Linked DNA regions of Bos taurus: region 2 is linked to region 1. A link is a contact called in public Hi-C data. All regions are on one chromosome and are shown on one strand. Each heading gives the region's core, a stretch centred on a gene start, on an enhancer-like site or on the middle of the called end of the contact. The rest is flanking DNA. Distances are from core to core; before and after follow the strand shown. Region 1 has its middle 43 kb from the start of IL20RB. Region 2 holds the start of STAG1 (stromal antigen 1).

The links. Hi-C and Micro-C count contacts between places; a contact is called where the count stands out from the background.
Region 2: a contact with region 1 is called in a Hi-C map of liver, with 11 times the contacts expected there. The contact joins the promoter of STAG1 here to the enhancer-like site in region 1. A contact is called at or near these places in 4 of 11 Hi-C or Micro-C datasets (liver, skin fibroblasts and an unstated tissue).

The regions. Positions count from the first base shown.
Region 1 is chr1:132,163,000-132,165,699 of ARS-UCD2.0, reverse strand. No RefSeq gene overlaps it. Among named protein-coding and RNA genes, the nearest start is that of IL20RB, 43 kb to the left of the region's middle. Within about 2 kb of position 1,424, at least 10 of the 102 cell types and tissues checked have an H3K27ac peak or open chromatin away from gene starts, as enhancers often do.
Region 2 is chr1:132,417,992-132,420,691 of ARS-UCD2.0, reverse strand. STAG1 (stromal antigen 1) reads right to left here and starts at 1,250. Exons shown (of 35, transcript XM_059889103.1): 1 at 1,067-1,250.

The sequences.
Region 1 (2,700 bases), core at 175-2,674:
AAGTCCTTCCACAGTGTGGGGGACTAAGCATGTGTGTGTGCTAACTCACGTCAGTCGTGTCCTGAAGCGCAGGACACTATGGACTGTAGCCCTCCAGGCTCCTCTGTCCATGGGATTCTCCAGGCAAGAATACTGGAGTGGGTTGCCATGCCCTCCTCCAGGGGAATCTTTCTGACCCAGGAATTACAACCCACATTTCCCACATTGTGGGTGGAATCTTTACTGCTGAGCCACTGGGGAAGCTCAGATTAAGTGTGACTCTAGAGCAAATGCTTTGGCAACAAGTCCTTAAGAGTGTGCAGCCTAAAACAGGAACTTCACTCAGTATTTCTACTGTTTGTACTGATAGTGTATTTTTTTTTTTTTTTGAGCTATTCTCTTAAGTTGTCACAGCAAGTAAATAATTATGTTTGTTTGGATAGGAAGCTAGATTTCAGGATTAGTGAAAGGGAAGGTCAATGGTACACTCAGTTATTTGAGTAGGAGCAGTGAAACTGAATTGAGTCTATCCATATGAAGTCATGCCTTTATAAAACATGACATTAGAAGTAGATTTCCTTTTGGGCTTTTTGCTACCGAAGTGGCCTAGTTGGAATGTACCCCATATTTTGCCTTTTTTTTTTTTTTTTTTTTTGCTATTTTTCTCTCAAAAGGAGCCAGGGTTTCTTGGAGCAATGTCTGATTCCATACCTGGTCTGGGGTAGAAATGAGCAAGATAATAATGCCAGGACACTTATACCTTGTTGGGCCAGAAGCAAAAAGCTTTAAATAATTGGGTCATTCAAAATTATGCAAAGAATCAATCTAAAAGAGGTAAATTTGCCTCGGCCAAAGTTGGGACAATGTGAGCATCAAAAGGAGAATACTGGCTGATATCAATAGGCACAACGCATTTGCAAAGTCACGGGTCCGTAACTGTACACGAAAAGAGCAAATGTTAATACAATGAATTCTCAAAGAAGATGAATAAAATGTATTTCTACTGAGTCTTGTTATTGAATCCTGTTGGGCTTGTTGACTCACTGTATCTAAGGAGCATACCTGTAAATGCAAACTGGTAAATGTAGCTACATTAGTCAGAAGGCGTTCTTCTGTACCACCCTTCCCTGGCCCAGGCCATGACCTGCCGAATGCCTGCAACAGCCTCCCCTTCCTGCCTCTGCACTTGCCCATCTCCTGTTTTTCCAGGGATTCCCTGGCAAAACTCTTTTAAAATTTCCTTTTATAGACTGTCTAGCTTCTGTGCTACCCTTCCCCATCTCTTAATTTTTCTAATTTTTCTGTGTGCCCTGGTTTTTTCCTTTGGCTAACTTCCTGTGGGCGCTCAGAGTTCTCAGTTTCCTTGGAATCTGGCCTGACCCGGTCCCTTTAGGGACCAGCTTCGGAGCCCGCCTGGAGTGGGGACCTCATCACGTCCACGGGTGTCTGGCGCCACCTAGTGTTTAGTGCTGGAAATTCCTTCTTTTGTTCCCATTTGCCTGGAAGTGCCCTGGGCTTCCTGGAGAGAGAAAAGGAAAACTCGGGCAAATTTCCTAGAATGAGAACTGCAGAATTTCCATGGGCTTGGTCCCTGGCAAACCTCCACCATCGTCAGGGGATTTATAATTTAGCAGACACCATATCCTCACTCATGCTCAGTCTGCCCCTCGCACTCCATGAAGGGCTCTGCTCAGTGCTCCTGTGGCTCTCCCTCCTGGCTGGACCCTGGCCTCTGCCTCAGGCCTCTGTCTACCAGTCTTTCCTCTGTGCTGCCCTTCCATACATCTTTAAAAAACAGTTTTTGATATTTTCTCCTGTATTCTATAGCCTATCTCAGGGTTTAAGTGACTTATTTGGGTGGTGGTGGGGTTTGTGTCCATGACAGGGGAGTCGTGTTAATTATTTTGGCACCCAGACTGTGACATTTGGAACCGGCACACAAGAGGTGAACCCAAATTACAATTTTCTCTTGCTGGCTGTCAGGTCCTCAAGGATCAAACAAAAAAGCCCGGAAAAATCTATCTTCCCTGGAGGTGGGAGCACACGCAGGTGGGAGCAGGAGGGAAGACACAGCCCCTTCCGCCTCCTTCAGCGAGGGGCCACCAGCGCAGGAGCCGCAGTAAAACCCCATAAAGGACCCTGGAGGAAAAACTGAGACGCCTTGCCAGGCACCTGCAGAAAGCCCCCAGAGCCAAAGGACAAACTCTCCTATGGGAGGAGGTTTGTGTCCCCAGTCCCTGCATTGGAGCCCACTGGGGAAATTTTAAAAAGCAACCTTAAAAAACCTGACTGTTGAAAAAATAAGTGCCTGTGTAAACCGAAGTAACTTCTACATTTGCTCCTGTGCTTTCAAATCACCCATCTACAAGGTGGCCACGTATCTCCAAATTTCCTGGAGATGCCAGCAAGTCTTCTGCCAAACTGTCTACTGATGTTACTACAGGTTTCTAGCCTTAGGAGATCACACCCCAGAGCTGGGCCCCCTGATGCCATCCCACCTACATTACCCACACTGGAGGGCTTTCCCAGGTAATGCCCGTTTCACTGAAGACTTTGGAATCTTGCACTTAGAAACAGGTCGAAATGAAACAGCCCTCAGGTTAAGCCTAGGTTGGGCTTCTCTGGTAGCTCAGGTGGTAAAGAATCTGCCTGTAATGTGGGAGACCCGGGTACACTCTCTGGGTTGGGAAGACCCCTGGAGAAAGGAATGGCTACCTATTC
Region 2 (2,700 bases), core at 1-2,500, 260 kb before region 1:
ACATCATCTTAACATCGACGAACAGCAAATAATTCGCTATCGTCGCATACAAACAGCATTGGTTTGAATCTATAAGTGCCCAAAACCATCCCCTGCTTTACACTCCCGGGGCACGATTCTCTGCAATATGAAGAGAATCGGTTAACATTTTAAATGTAGGTAGAAGAGGTGACGTGACTATCCTAAAACCTGAAAATTTCTTAGTCCCCATAGCACACAAGAAGCACCCAGTTTGGACTCTCCAATTGAGGCCCAGGTTCAACTCCAAGCACTCCCGTTTCCTAGCTCTTCACCCCGCCCCCACCCCGAGAAAGGAGGGAAAACAACTTTTATTGGCCTCGTCTCCCGGGGGGCTGGAAAACTAGCGGGGCAGTGCTCCGGCCTGCACACGTTTCACAAGGAGGCCTCCGTCGGGGGCGGGGAGGGCAGATAGCGGGAAAGGCCCGGCTTTGACGTCCCCTCTGCCCCAGGCGCCAGCCCCCCGCTCCTCCCCACTGAGAAGAGGCCTGGGCCGGTCGCCTCGCCGAGCGACCCCCAGGCCCCTCAGCCGAGGCGAGCTCGTTGTCATGTGACGACGCCGCCGCCGCTAAAACACCGCAGAAACGCAGGGCGGCGGATGGCATTCGCACCAGCCGCCTCGGCCCGGCCCCGCCGGGCGCGGGCGAGTCCCGAGAGTCCGGGCGGGGGGGCGGAGGGCGGGCTTGGCGGCGGGCCCGAGCGCGCCACAAAGGCTTCCGCGCCCGTCGCCGTAGTGCCCGAGCGGGCGGGGGCACAATTTTCGGGGCCCGCGGGAGGGGTGCGGAGCGACTAGGGTTCCGGGGTACCCGCCGCGCCCACAGCCGTCCCCACTGGCGCCCGGACGGCCGGAGACCGCCGCGCCCCGCACAGGCCTGCGCGGCCTCCCTCCCCCGCGCGGGGCCCGCGCCCGGCCCGCCCGCTCTCCGCTCGCGCTCTCTCGCTCTCGCCCGGCCTCCATCTTGGATCGGCGCTTCCAGCCCCCGCGCCGCTGCCGCCGCATTCCCCCTCTTTCCCGCCCCCCGCCGCCGTCGCCGCCGCCCGCGCTCACCTCAGCTGCCCATCCGGGCACCGCCGGCCGTCGACCTAGTTTCCCCCCAAAAGTCTCCGGTGTGTTATTCCCGATGTGGGGGGGTTGTTACGGGGTGGTCGCCGGGGGTTCGGGAGCGGGGGCCGCGCCTTCAACGGAGCTGCAATCCTAACCCGCCATCTGGTGGCATTTTCCACACGCCAATGGCGCCGCTGCAGACTTGGGTCCGGACCGCCCTCTGCTGGCCGCGGTGCTTACTGCCTCGCTGACGGGACGGGCCTGCCCGGAAAGGGGAGGGAGCTGAGGCGCGAGCTGGGGGCCGCGGCGGGGACGCGCGCGAACGCTTTCCTGTGGGGATTGCGCGCACGCGCACCAGCGGGGCGGGAAACGTGGCCTCTGCGTGGCGGCCCGGCCCCCGCACGGAGCGCTGGCCCAGCTCAGCCAATCGCAAGCGGCGGATACCTCTCCGTGAGGGGGCTGTGGAGGTTCGTGGGCCGCCCGAGGCGGGCGGAAGGATGGCGGCAGTGGCGCCTGCGCGCCCCGCTAGCTGAGTTGCCGCCCGCCATTTTTGGAGCTTTTCCGAGACCTAGGAGGGAAACCCGCCCCTGGCCCCTTCACCGCGGCCCCTCCCCAGGTCGCTGGACTAGCGCAGCCCCGCCCGGTCCAGCTGCCCCCATCCCCCGCCTCTGCAGAAAAGCGGAAGGGTGGCAGCGCTAAACCACGCTCCCGCCTCTCCTGGTGTCAACCAGGGCCTCAGAGCTTAGCATTGTACGAGCGATTTATTGTCTACGGTTGACGAGGTGCTTTCCCGGGCCTGGGTGAAAAGGTTTTGAGAGCTGTTTGGGACCTCCCTCGCCGTGCATCTAGACGCAACACTGCGCGCCCCAGGCCGATTGGCGTCGTCACTGCCTCTAAAGCAGATCCTTTCCGTGGTGCCGGCTTTGCATAAGGCGGCAGCATTGGCTAGTTAGTGAGGAAAGAATGTAAGTAGATTGAGAAAATACAGCCTCCGCTTTGGAATCAGATTTCTCCTTCCACAGCCTAAGACTATTCTCAGTAGCTCTGAAATGGACGGGAGAATCCTAGCCGTTTAGCTGCCAAAAGGGAAACAATTGACTAGCGTGAGATCATGCCCAAAATATGCCTTTGAATGTCGCCTTTTCCCTACTCTACCCCCTGCCTCTGCCTGATCGTGGCTCCTACCTTTCACCCACTCAAAACTTTCAATACAGAAGTGAATCCTTAATCTCGCAGGTCATCAGCCCCATTTATGACTAAATTCTCTTGTTACTGTAGCCAGCAAGCTCTATTTCTGTATTGCCTTAGAATCGCTCGACTCCTTTATAGTCTTAAGGGTCAGTCTCCAATAAATTATCCCAATTTCTGATTTCTCTCTCAAAGGTCATACTGTGTGGTTTTTCACTGGAGAAAGCCCCAGTTCTACCTGGTTGGCTATGAAGTCGTGACTGCACTCCCACTTTATATATATGTATATATATATATATATATATAATATAAACTCATCTTTGGATGAATTCCTATCGTATTCTCTACAAACTGTTTCTCATTTTCCTTGTTAAGGTGCCAATCCCGATCCATACTAATAGATAAAATCTTCTGATTAACAGGGATCAGAGCCATGAAATTCCAGTTTA